Linked DNA regions of Mus musculus: region 1 is linked to region 2. Evidence: chromatin contacts called from public Hi-C data. All regions are on one chromosome and are shown on one strand. The core of a region is the stretch at or near the end of the contact, and the rest is flanking DNA. Distances in the headings are between cores, read along the strand shown. Region 1 overlaps Eipr1 (EARP complex and GARP complex interacting protein 1). Region 2 has its middle 6.7 kb from the start of Allc.

The links. Hi-C and Micro-C count contacts between places; a contact is called where the count stands out from the background.
Region 1: a Hi-C map of neural progenitor cells shows a contact between it and region 2, with 2.8 times the contacts expected there. The contact joins two enhancer-like sites. A contact is called at or near these places in 1 of 39 promoter capture datasets (embryonic stem cells) and 12 of 484 Hi-C or Micro-C datasets (the G1E-ER4 cell line, Sertoli cells, cardiomyocytes and 5 more).

Annotation. Positions count from the first base shown.
Region 1 is chr12:28,773,504-28,778,558 of GRCm38.p6, forward strand. The region is part of intron 3 of Eipr1 (EARP complex and GARP complex interacting protein 1); the gene reads left to right. Gm46345 reads left to right here. Exons shown (of 2, transcript XM_017315316.2): 2 at 1-3,608. The coding sequence ends at 261. Among named protein-coding and RNA genes, the nearest start is that of Gm46345, 9.1 kb to the left of the region's middle. Within about 2 kb of position 1,853, at least 14 of the 459 cell types and tissues checked have an H3K27ac peak or open chromatin away from gene starts, as enhancers often do. A contact at or near this core is called in neural progenitor cells, where this site is marked.
Region 2 is chr12:28,586,903-28,591,623 of GRCm38.p6, forward strand. No RefSeq gene overlaps it. Among named protein-coding and RNA genes, the nearest start is that of Allc, 6.7 kb to the left of the region's middle. Within about 2 kb of position 2,604, at least 93 of the 459 cell types and tissues checked have an H3K27ac peak or open chromatin away from gene starts, as enhancers often do. A contact at or near this core is called in neural progenitor cells, where this site is marked.

The DNA.
Region 1 (5,055 bases), core at 603-3,102, 190 kb after region 2:
CATACAGTTCACAGGAGAAGGAAAGCACACATGCCAGTGAAAAGACTTTGCTGTTTTATGTATTTAAGATTTAGTTTATCTTTATGTGTACATGTGTCTCTGAATATCTGCCATATGTGTGTGGGTGTCCTTAGAAACCAGAAGAGGACACCAGAGCCTCTGGAACTGGAGTTACATGCACTTATGAGCTACCAAGGTAGGTGGGAATTGAACTCCAGTCTTTTGGAAGAGCAGCAAGTGCTCTCTCTTATGGCATGCTGAGCCATATCTCCAGACCCAACTATCCTGCTTTAAAAGCATTTTTATTTTTCCGACTTAGCATGTATTGTGTGTGTTCATACTGTCCATGTGTGTACTGTGTGTAGTATGTGTTTTATGGTGTTCTTTTACACATGTGCACCCATACATTGACATAAGCGTCTGTGTGTGAGTGTGTGTGGTGTGTTCTGCTTTTGCTGATACTATCCTTGCTGATACCCATGTAGCAGTGATCTCACAGTCAGTAGAGGGCACCATTGTCCTGACACTGTGTCCTTGCTTGTGGCCCATCACAGGGTCCCCACATTATGTGTTCTGGTGGCCTCAATCTTTACTGCTGCTCTGAATGGCCACATGCCATTCCTGAAACCTTCTCTTCTGACCCTTGTAGAAGTGTGCTCTGACTCTCAGACTTTGCATGCAAGACGTGTCTCAGACTTGGATTGACTCCTGCCATCTCCCTTCTTGTGGCCAGGGTACATTCATGGGGTTGGCACAGATCTGTAGAGAATTTAATTCCTGACTCCTAAACCACAGGAATTCATAGATGGTTCCTCAGTACTAGGGGCCGTTAGTACTTGGGATGGCTAGAATATGGTAGGTGGTCTGGCCAGAACCTGGAATGTGGTATGCCTTCACCCTCTAGATCTCCATGTGCACACCTTATTCATGAAGCCTTTCTGCAATGTCAGCAGGAGCTTCTAAAAGGCAGCACAGAACTCTTAGGGCAGCTGTAGCGTAGGGGCCAGATCCATAGGGTAGATCTGGTATATCTTTTTCTAGTGTCAACCGTATTGATTTTAAGCAATGAAAGGATTATTGAGCCCTGTGACAGGTCTGTGAGGAAGGTGTAGCTGTAGTGTCTAGGACAGAGAGAGGACACACAGCCCCAATACAGGGTTCCAGAGCATGTGGTCCAGAGGGACAGACAGATGTGACCAGCAGCAATGGTGTGATTTGAATGCTGTGTCTTCTCATGAGGTAAAGGTAACTGCCCACTCTGTGGGTTAGAGGCTGTGAAATGGTTTTTTCAGAGCAACTGCTATCACTTGAGCTTTATGCGTGGATCCATGAAATGCGGCCTCCTGCAGTGCTGGGGAGGGAAGTTAAGCCATGCTTGTTGCATCTGTGTCTCCTGCTGTTGAGCATGTAGCTTCTTCAGAGGAGCATGGAGGGACATCCCAGGGGCTCTCCTGCTTGAGTCTCTCTGGCTCAGTTTATCTGTAGCCTGGAGTTGCTGAGGCAGGTGATCCACAATACCCTGCTGGTCCCAGTACCCTGAGTGCTCTGATTACAGTAATGGCCACATCCACGGGTCAAGGTACAACCTCCTGTTAAAAGCCACCATTTCCCCTTTATCTCTGTGCCACGTTAGAAAAGAATTATGTTTTTCAATTTAAATGATTGCTTGGTGAAAATGAGCTAAGAGAAGAAGGGTTTCCTGGGTAGAGAGTATCTTAAGGCTTCTCTCTATAAAACCAGAATTCTGAGATGAAATGATCAAGAGTCCTTTGAGAATGGCACCCGGGAGAGGTAGGGAGAACAATTAGAGTCCATGAGGATCACTGTCGAGGGGATGCTAATTAAATGTGGGAGCAGAGGATGCCTGGCTGCACGTGGGGCCCTGCTGCATATCTCTGAAGCGTGCTGGCTTCTGTCGTTGCTTACTTCCCTTCGTGCTTGCTGAGCAGATATTAAGACTGAATAACAACTTTGTTTTAAGGTAATATATACTTGGAAACGGCAGGGCTAGCTTTTCTCATGATCTTGGGCCAAGAAAGAGTTCTTTGAAAAAGAGAGAAGAATCAAGAGCTTACTGCTGAGGACCTGTCACTCTGGAGACCCTTGGGGCTCTTCCCGTGCTGGGGCTCCCAGGCACCCTCCCTATTAGTCTGTTGGTGGCAGCTTCTTTTTAGAACCCCTGCCTTCCTCAGATGTTGAATGTGAGTGTCTCAGCACTGCCAGACCTTGTCTGCAATTCCATCCTAGTTTTCACACTACAGTATGCTCTGAAAGGAAGCATGTTATATTTAAGTTTAAACCTAAATGCAGCATGTTACTCAACAGCGCAGGCACATTCTGAGAACTGTGTGGCCGGGTGATCTCGTCATAGCATCACAGAGAGTGCTTACATACCCTAGGTGGTGTGGCCTCACAGGCATCAGGCTACAGGGCATGAGGACGACATAGAGCCTGCTTCTGTTAGCGCCAAATACAGAAAAACTTAAGGCTAAATCTAGCCCAAGATGTGGTGCAATCAAAACGCTGCTGCCCACTGACACGGTAGTCTGTTTAACACTATGTGTGTTTCTTTGGTAAGAAGATGAAAAATTAGTGTGGTAAATACATAAACCAGAAACAGTTAATTTTCACTGGAGTGTGTCGTTGTATGTGGCATGAAACACCAGTACTCACATGAGTTATGTGTTGTGTGGTGACATCACTAGGTGATGAAGACTTTGAGCAACTCTTAATGTGCAGCTTATTCCTGACTGAATTAGCATGAATTTCATTTCCTTATCTAATGAGTCTTAGTCTTTCTGGGATAAGCAAATGTCACATTGGTTGAGCTGCCTTCTCTGGAAGAGCTGTGTGCTGAAGATGACTGCCCTGGGAGGAACTGAGGGGATGGAGAGTTAAGTGTGTCCCTGCATGGACATTGGATGGTACTTTTCGTAGACTTCTTTTGGTTTGGAGTTTGTATATATTGATTCATTGACACCACTTGTTGTGGTGAGAGATGAGATATCCACCCCACGTCAACTCCCCCAGGTCCCTGTGGTTGTGATCTTGGCAAACAGTCATTATGTTAATTGGATGAGGCCTCCTTTTGGGTATGAATAGCCTAAATTTTATTCTCTTTAAAATTTCAATGCTGCCTGTTTTAATCAATAGTTAGTGATAAACATAGCATAAAGAAATGAATTCCCTATCTCTAGCTCATTTCCAAGTCTCTTGATGTATGTGGACCGAAAGTAGTGATGCTAAAGGCCTGTCTAAATGGCTCTGTGGCCCCACCTAGAGTGGACAGCATTGTCTGGTGAGGGCGGAAGACTGCAGAGTGGCCTGACTGAAGCGGCTATGAGAAGCTCAGAGGGTAAGCAGGACAAGTCACATGACTTTCCTTATTTCCATTATTCTTGTTTTACACACAAGGAGCCTCGCAATGTCAATGAAAATGGTGGTGGCAACAAGGACACAGTGATACTTTTCAGTGCTTCGGTGTCAGACATGAAGACAAGTACTTTATCTGATAACAAATTATGGGTTACCTAGTTAATGCCTGCTTTTTTTAAAAAATTTTTTTATTAGGTATTTTCCTCGTTTACATTTCCAATGCTATCCCAAAAGTCTCCCATACCCACCCCCCCACTCCCCTACCCACCCACTCCCTCTTTTTGGCCCTGGCATTCCCCTGTACTGGGGCATATAAAGTTTGCAAGTCCAATGGGCCTCTCTTTCCAGTGATGGCCGACTAGGCCATCTTTTGATACATATGCAGCTAGAGACAAGAGCTCCAGGGTACTGGTTAGTTCATATTGTTGTTCCACCTATAGGGTTGCAGTTCCCTTTAAGCTCCTTGGGTAATTTCTCTAGCTCCTCCATTGGGGGCCGTGTGATCCATCCGATAGCCGACTGTAAGCATCCACTTCTGTGTTTGCTAGGCCCCGGCATAGTCTCACAAGAGACAGCTATATCTGGGTCCTTTCAGCAAAATCTTGCTAGTGTATGCAATGGTGTCAGCGTTTGGAAGCTGATTATGGGATGGATCGCTGGATATGGCAATCACTAGATGGTCCATCCTTTCGTCACAGCTCCAAATTTTGTCTCTGTAACTCCTTCCATGGGTGTTTTGTTCCCAATTCTAAGAAAGGGTAAAGTGTCCACACTTTGGTCTTCGTTCAATGCCTGCTTTTTAAAAGTTATACTGTGTGTGTGTGTGTGTGTGTGCTATGCTCACATGCATGGTAATCAGGACAACATGGTTAGCTCTCTCCTTCCACGTGGGTCTGTAGGATCAGTATTGGCAGCAAGTACCTTTACTGAGACATCTTGTTGGCCCTTTTGTTTGGTTTTGATGGTACTGTGGAAAGAACCCAGGGCCTGGTGTGTGTGTACTAGGTGAACACTCTTTCACCAAGCTACATATCTAGCCAATGGACTTTTTTTGGAAGAGTTTTGTTTTTAGTACCAGACTGATTTCAAATAGGCAATCTTCCTGCCTCTGCCTTCTGAAGGCTGGGATTACATACGTGTGTCTTGCCTGGCTGCAGGTGTTCTCATTTCCATTTTCCCACTGAAGAGTCACTAGTGACTGTAAGCAAGCAGCACAAGGTAGCTTAGCTCTAGGTCAGTCAGGAGGCTGGTATTGATTACAGTTGTGTGCTGCAATCTCGAATATGGAGATCCTGAGTACTACCCCAGTCCTCAGTTACCACTGGAAAAGGCTATGCAGCAGGAGTAGGGGTCACAGGATTAAAAAGTTCCCTCTGAGGAACTCTTTTGTTGTGGTTGCACAGTGTTATCTGGAGATGTGGGTGTGTCTGTGAGCTTGTCCCCTGTGCAGATGGAAAGAGTGCTGGGGCTGGGATCCTAATCTGCCTGGTAGAAAAGTTCATGAGAGTGTGTGCTTTGAAGGGTACCAGGTCCTGAAGGAAGACATGCTTTCTGTCACAGTGTGAGATTCAGATTTTAGCTACTGCTCAGGTGGGTCAGCTAGGTCTCATGGCCCACCCTCAAGTTGCTGCCCACTGCCCTTGCTGAAACACTAGCATTATGTTTCTAGTTCGTAAACCA
Region 2 (4,721 bases), core at 1,354-3,853:
ATGCTGCCATGTACCCACTTTGATGATAATGGACTGAACCTCTGAACCTGTAGGCTAGCTCCAACTAAATGTTGTCCTTATAAGAGTTGCCTTGGTCGTGGTGTCTGTTCACAGCAGTAAAACCCTAAAACCCTAACTAAGACAACACTGCTGACCTCCATCCCAACCCTTGGCCCACAAAAAAATCATAATTTAGATGGTTCACAATTTAAATGGTTCATGTTTAAAGTCACTACAGGGACCCAAGCAATGACTCATTCAGTAAAATCCTTGCTTTGCAAGCATGAGGACATGGGTTCAAGCCTCTAGAACCTCCTTGCTTTTTAATCCAATAACTAGAGAGATGCCTCATTGGCTAAGAGTCCTGGCTACTCTTGCAGAGGACCCAGGTTTGATTCTAGAATCCATATCAAACAGCTCACAATCACCTATAATCCCAGGTCTAGAGGATCTGGCATGCTCTTCTGGTTTCCATAGACACCTGCACACATGCGGTGCTGCAGACAATCGGGCACACATCCATATACATGAACTCTTTAAATCTTGTTTTTTTTCAAAGCCAAGTGTGGTGGTACTTGTAATCAGCCTAGCAACTGTAGGCAAATGAGAGACTGGCTCAAAAAACAAGGTAAACAGCACCTAGGGAATAACACCTGAGGTTACTTTACACACACACACACACACACACACACACACACACACACAGAATACAGGAAGGAAGGTAGGAAGGGAGGAAGGAAGGAAGGAAGGAAGGAAGGAAGGAAGGAAGGAGGGAGGGAGGGAGGGAGGGAGGGAGGGAGGGAGGGAGGGAGGGAGGGAAGGAAGGAAGGAAGGAAGGAAGGAAGGAAGGAAGGAAGGAAGGAAGGAAGGAAGGAAGGAAGGAAGGAAGGAAGGAAGGAAGAAAAGATGTAGGAGTGATATTACACAGTAAAATCTATACATGATTATTGGGTGTATAGTTGCCACCATCCCACTTAGGGACTTTCCTTCCAAAACAGAAACTGGATAAATGCATGCTTTTCCAGGACCTCTGTCTCCAGAGCAGAGCACAGATGCACACAGGCTGACGGGGTTTTTTTGTTTTGTTTTGTTTTGTTTTGTTTTGGACTTGTGCGGTGCACAATCTGTGCATCACATGTGGCCCTGACCCCAGGTACGGAGACACACAGATTTGCCTGCAGGCTCTGTGTGGGAAAGCAGTGATGTACAGGCACATCAGTAAGCCAGCTTCCATGGCAACAGTCTCAGCAGCCTGGCAACAGCATCCACAGCCACAGTAGCCAAGGAACCCACACAGATCTGCACGCAATGTATGCAATGTGATTCATGGGTTTTGTTCCTTCCATAACCGGTGCATCAGGTTGTTCCTGTGGCTTCCCAGCAATTTATTTCTGTGTGAATTTACCAAACTGATCTTTCTACTTACAGCTTAAGTAGCATCCGCTTTGGAATAGGTCTGTTTAAGTGAGTTGGGTTGAACCTGTTGACTGGGTCAGTGGTTAGCTGTCTGCTTGTGTTTTTAACTGGACCCCAGCTAGAATTTCCTGAGATTTCAGTTGAGGAGTTGCCCCTATCACATTTGCACATAGGCAAGTCTGTGGGGTGTTTTCTTGATGTGTGATTGATGTGGGAGGGACCCGCTCACTTTGGGTAGTGCCACCCTGAGCAGGCGGTCTTGTGTTCTGTAAGGAAGCAGGCTGAGCAAGTCGCGGGGCAAGCCAGGAAGCAGCATCCCTCCATGGCTTCTGCTTCAGTCCCAGCCTCCAGGTTCCTGCTTGAGCCCTATCTCCCCTTCATGATGAACTGTGTGGCCTGTGAGCCAAATAAACCCTTTCTTCCTCAAGCTGATTCTGGTGGTGGTGTTATCACAGCCACGGAGAAGCAAACTAGGAGAGCGCAGGGCTCAGCTTCCTCCCGGCCACATTCCCCTGTGGGCACACAATAACAGAATTTGCTCTCAGGGTTCCCAGACATCCTTCAGTCACTGTGTGACATGTAGGCTAGAGAGGAGAGCCTGATCAGCTGGAACGGCCAGGTGAATGGCTGCCCGTGAGAGAAATGATAGAGCTGAGCCCGACAGAGCAGAAGTACCCTACATCCATCTCTCCCAGGATCTTTTCCACCAGCCTGGGTGAACCTTTGCACTGGGACTTCAAGGTGCTGGCCATGGAATCTAGACATGCCACATCCCTCCACCTACAGCCATGGCCAGGGCGTTCCTAACTAGCTTTACATTCGCTCTGCCTAAATGGCCACTAGGCTTGTGCAAACACACTCCAGTGGTCTCTTGAGGGTGGAAAACCACAGAGATAGGTATGGATGGAGCCATTTTCTGAAGAAGGGCACCATGGCCTTGGCCTCCCTTCCTAGCCTAGAGTTCTCCTTCCCCACTGCTCTGCCCTCCTTTGTTCTGCCTCTCTCCCTCTCCTCTCCCTTTCTCTCTTACTGACTCTCCCTCTCCCTTTTTTTTCCCTGTCATACTCCCTCGTTCTTGAACACATGCACAAGAGAGAGAAAGAGAGACAGACAGGCGGACAGACAGACCTACCGACCGACCAGAGACTATTTGCTAGTGCCCCGGCACTCCTCCAGCTGGGCAAACCTCTCTGGCTTTCTCTATCTTTCCCACTGGGTGGCAGTGTGGCACCATGCATTGACATCCCTGACCCACGGCCCGAGGCTGTCTCTTTGCTCATCTTATCTCAGCCTGTACTCCTCAGAGGATTCTAAAGAGGACACCCACGCCAGCTTTCCGGTCACGCCTCACTGCGGCACCTAATGAATCTCAGCTCTCGCCTGAGCCGCCACAGCCCTGCTGCGCAGCCAGCCCCGCCCCCACCCGCCCCCGGTCTGAACTGAGGTTCCCTCCTGAATCTCGGGAAGGGAATTCAGGACGGAGGTCTGGCTCCGCGCCCAGGTGTTTGTACCTAACCTGATCTGCTTCAAAGCAGTCACCGTAATGTAAATGTACCAGGTATAAACAATGGCTAGAACGCCGTTGCTATGTTTTATATTAACACAAATTTGCCTAAATGGAGCTTAACAGAGGAAACTACAAGGTGCCTGGTACTTCTAATCTCCCATAAGGTGCAGAGCAGAGCAGAGCTCTGGTTCACCTTCCGTTCCAGTTAGGTATTAATGCCGATGCAAGCCTAGGTATGAGAGTAAGTTTGTAAGACATCCTAGAGCAATGGTTCGCAACCTTCCTAGTGCTGCAACCCTTTAATTCAGTTCCTCATGTTGTGGTGACTTACATTCGTAAAATTATTTTGTTGTTACTTCATAACTGTAATTTTGCTACTGTTATGAATTGTAATGCAAAATATGCATGTAAATGTCTCATCCCAGCTTGGGACATGGCTGGGCCAGTTGCTGTGAACATACAGCTGCTCGCTCAAGTTGACTTCAAGAGGTCAAGGCGTTCATGTTGGAGAAGGGAAGGGGAGGAGAGAAGGGAGGGCAGACAGATCCCACTGTACAGGAAGATAAAAAATTCCCTCAGGCAGCCCCCGGAGCACTGAGAACTAGGCTAGAGGGCGTCCCTGATGACCCTCTACCCGGTTATACGGCAGCACTCTCACACAGAAGACTCCAAGGCTCACCCTCGCCTCCAGGATAAGTGGACACGAGGCAAGGGAGAGATTCCACGGGCAGCAGATGCCACGGGTGAGCAGGGAGATGTAGACACCTCCTCAGTGCTCTCCAGGGCCATCTGGGTCCGAAGACATGCCCATCCCCCACCCCGACCTGGAGCAGAGCAGTCTCACACACTGTGGATGCTTAACTGGACCCGGGTAGAGTCTCTTTCCCATTTGACTGCCATATATGTCAAGATGTTACTCAAGCACGTTGAAGGCAGCCCAGCCACTCGACAGCTAACTCCACCCCTAAGAGGGAAGATGCAGAAGGATGCTGTTCGCCACACTGACCGCTGAGAGGCAGACTTGTAAGGGATGAGGCTAGACCACCCATGAATGCTCCCTGGCACCCTCACCCTGACTTGCTCCTCCTTCAGTAGACCCTCTCTTGCCTCCCCTGCAGAAAGCTTCCAGGCTTGAACTGAGAGCTGACCATCAAAATCATAACGGTGGAGCCCAACTTCCTGGTTGGTTTCTCCTTCAGATAATGTCCGGCACGTCCACATGATGAGGAGACTGGATACAAGTGCAGCCCTGTCTGTAGCATGAATCTGTGGAAATAGCATGTAAGAAGAAGTCCCAGGAGTCCCCAAAGCCCAGTCTAGAATGTCAACCCTCAGAGAAGCCAGAACAGGCAAACCACTGACTACTGAGAGACAAACCACTCGTGGAACAAGGTAGATTCAGAGACCAGAGGGGGTTTCCACTCTTCCTACCAATACCTAATTAAGGTGTGCCCATACATGCTCAAAGGTGCTCACACAAGCTTCGCCCCAGCCTATCTTTGTCTTTTCTGAAGGGGATTCCAATGAACAGAACATAGGGGAGCGGGGAGCTCTGCTTCCTTTGGGAAAATGAACACAGGCTCGGCTATGCCAGATCAAGACTGAAATCTCTGAGGACTTACCGACAGCATTGTCCCCCAGGCGTGGTATCATTCCCCCAGTTCATGGCTCACTCTAAAAGGATGGAGCCGTGATGCTGAACAGCCATAGCGAGAATATGCATTGAAGAAATGCCAAGTAACAACCCCAGATCAACAAAACTGTGCAGGTGGCACCAAGGGAAGGACCACCAGGGAGA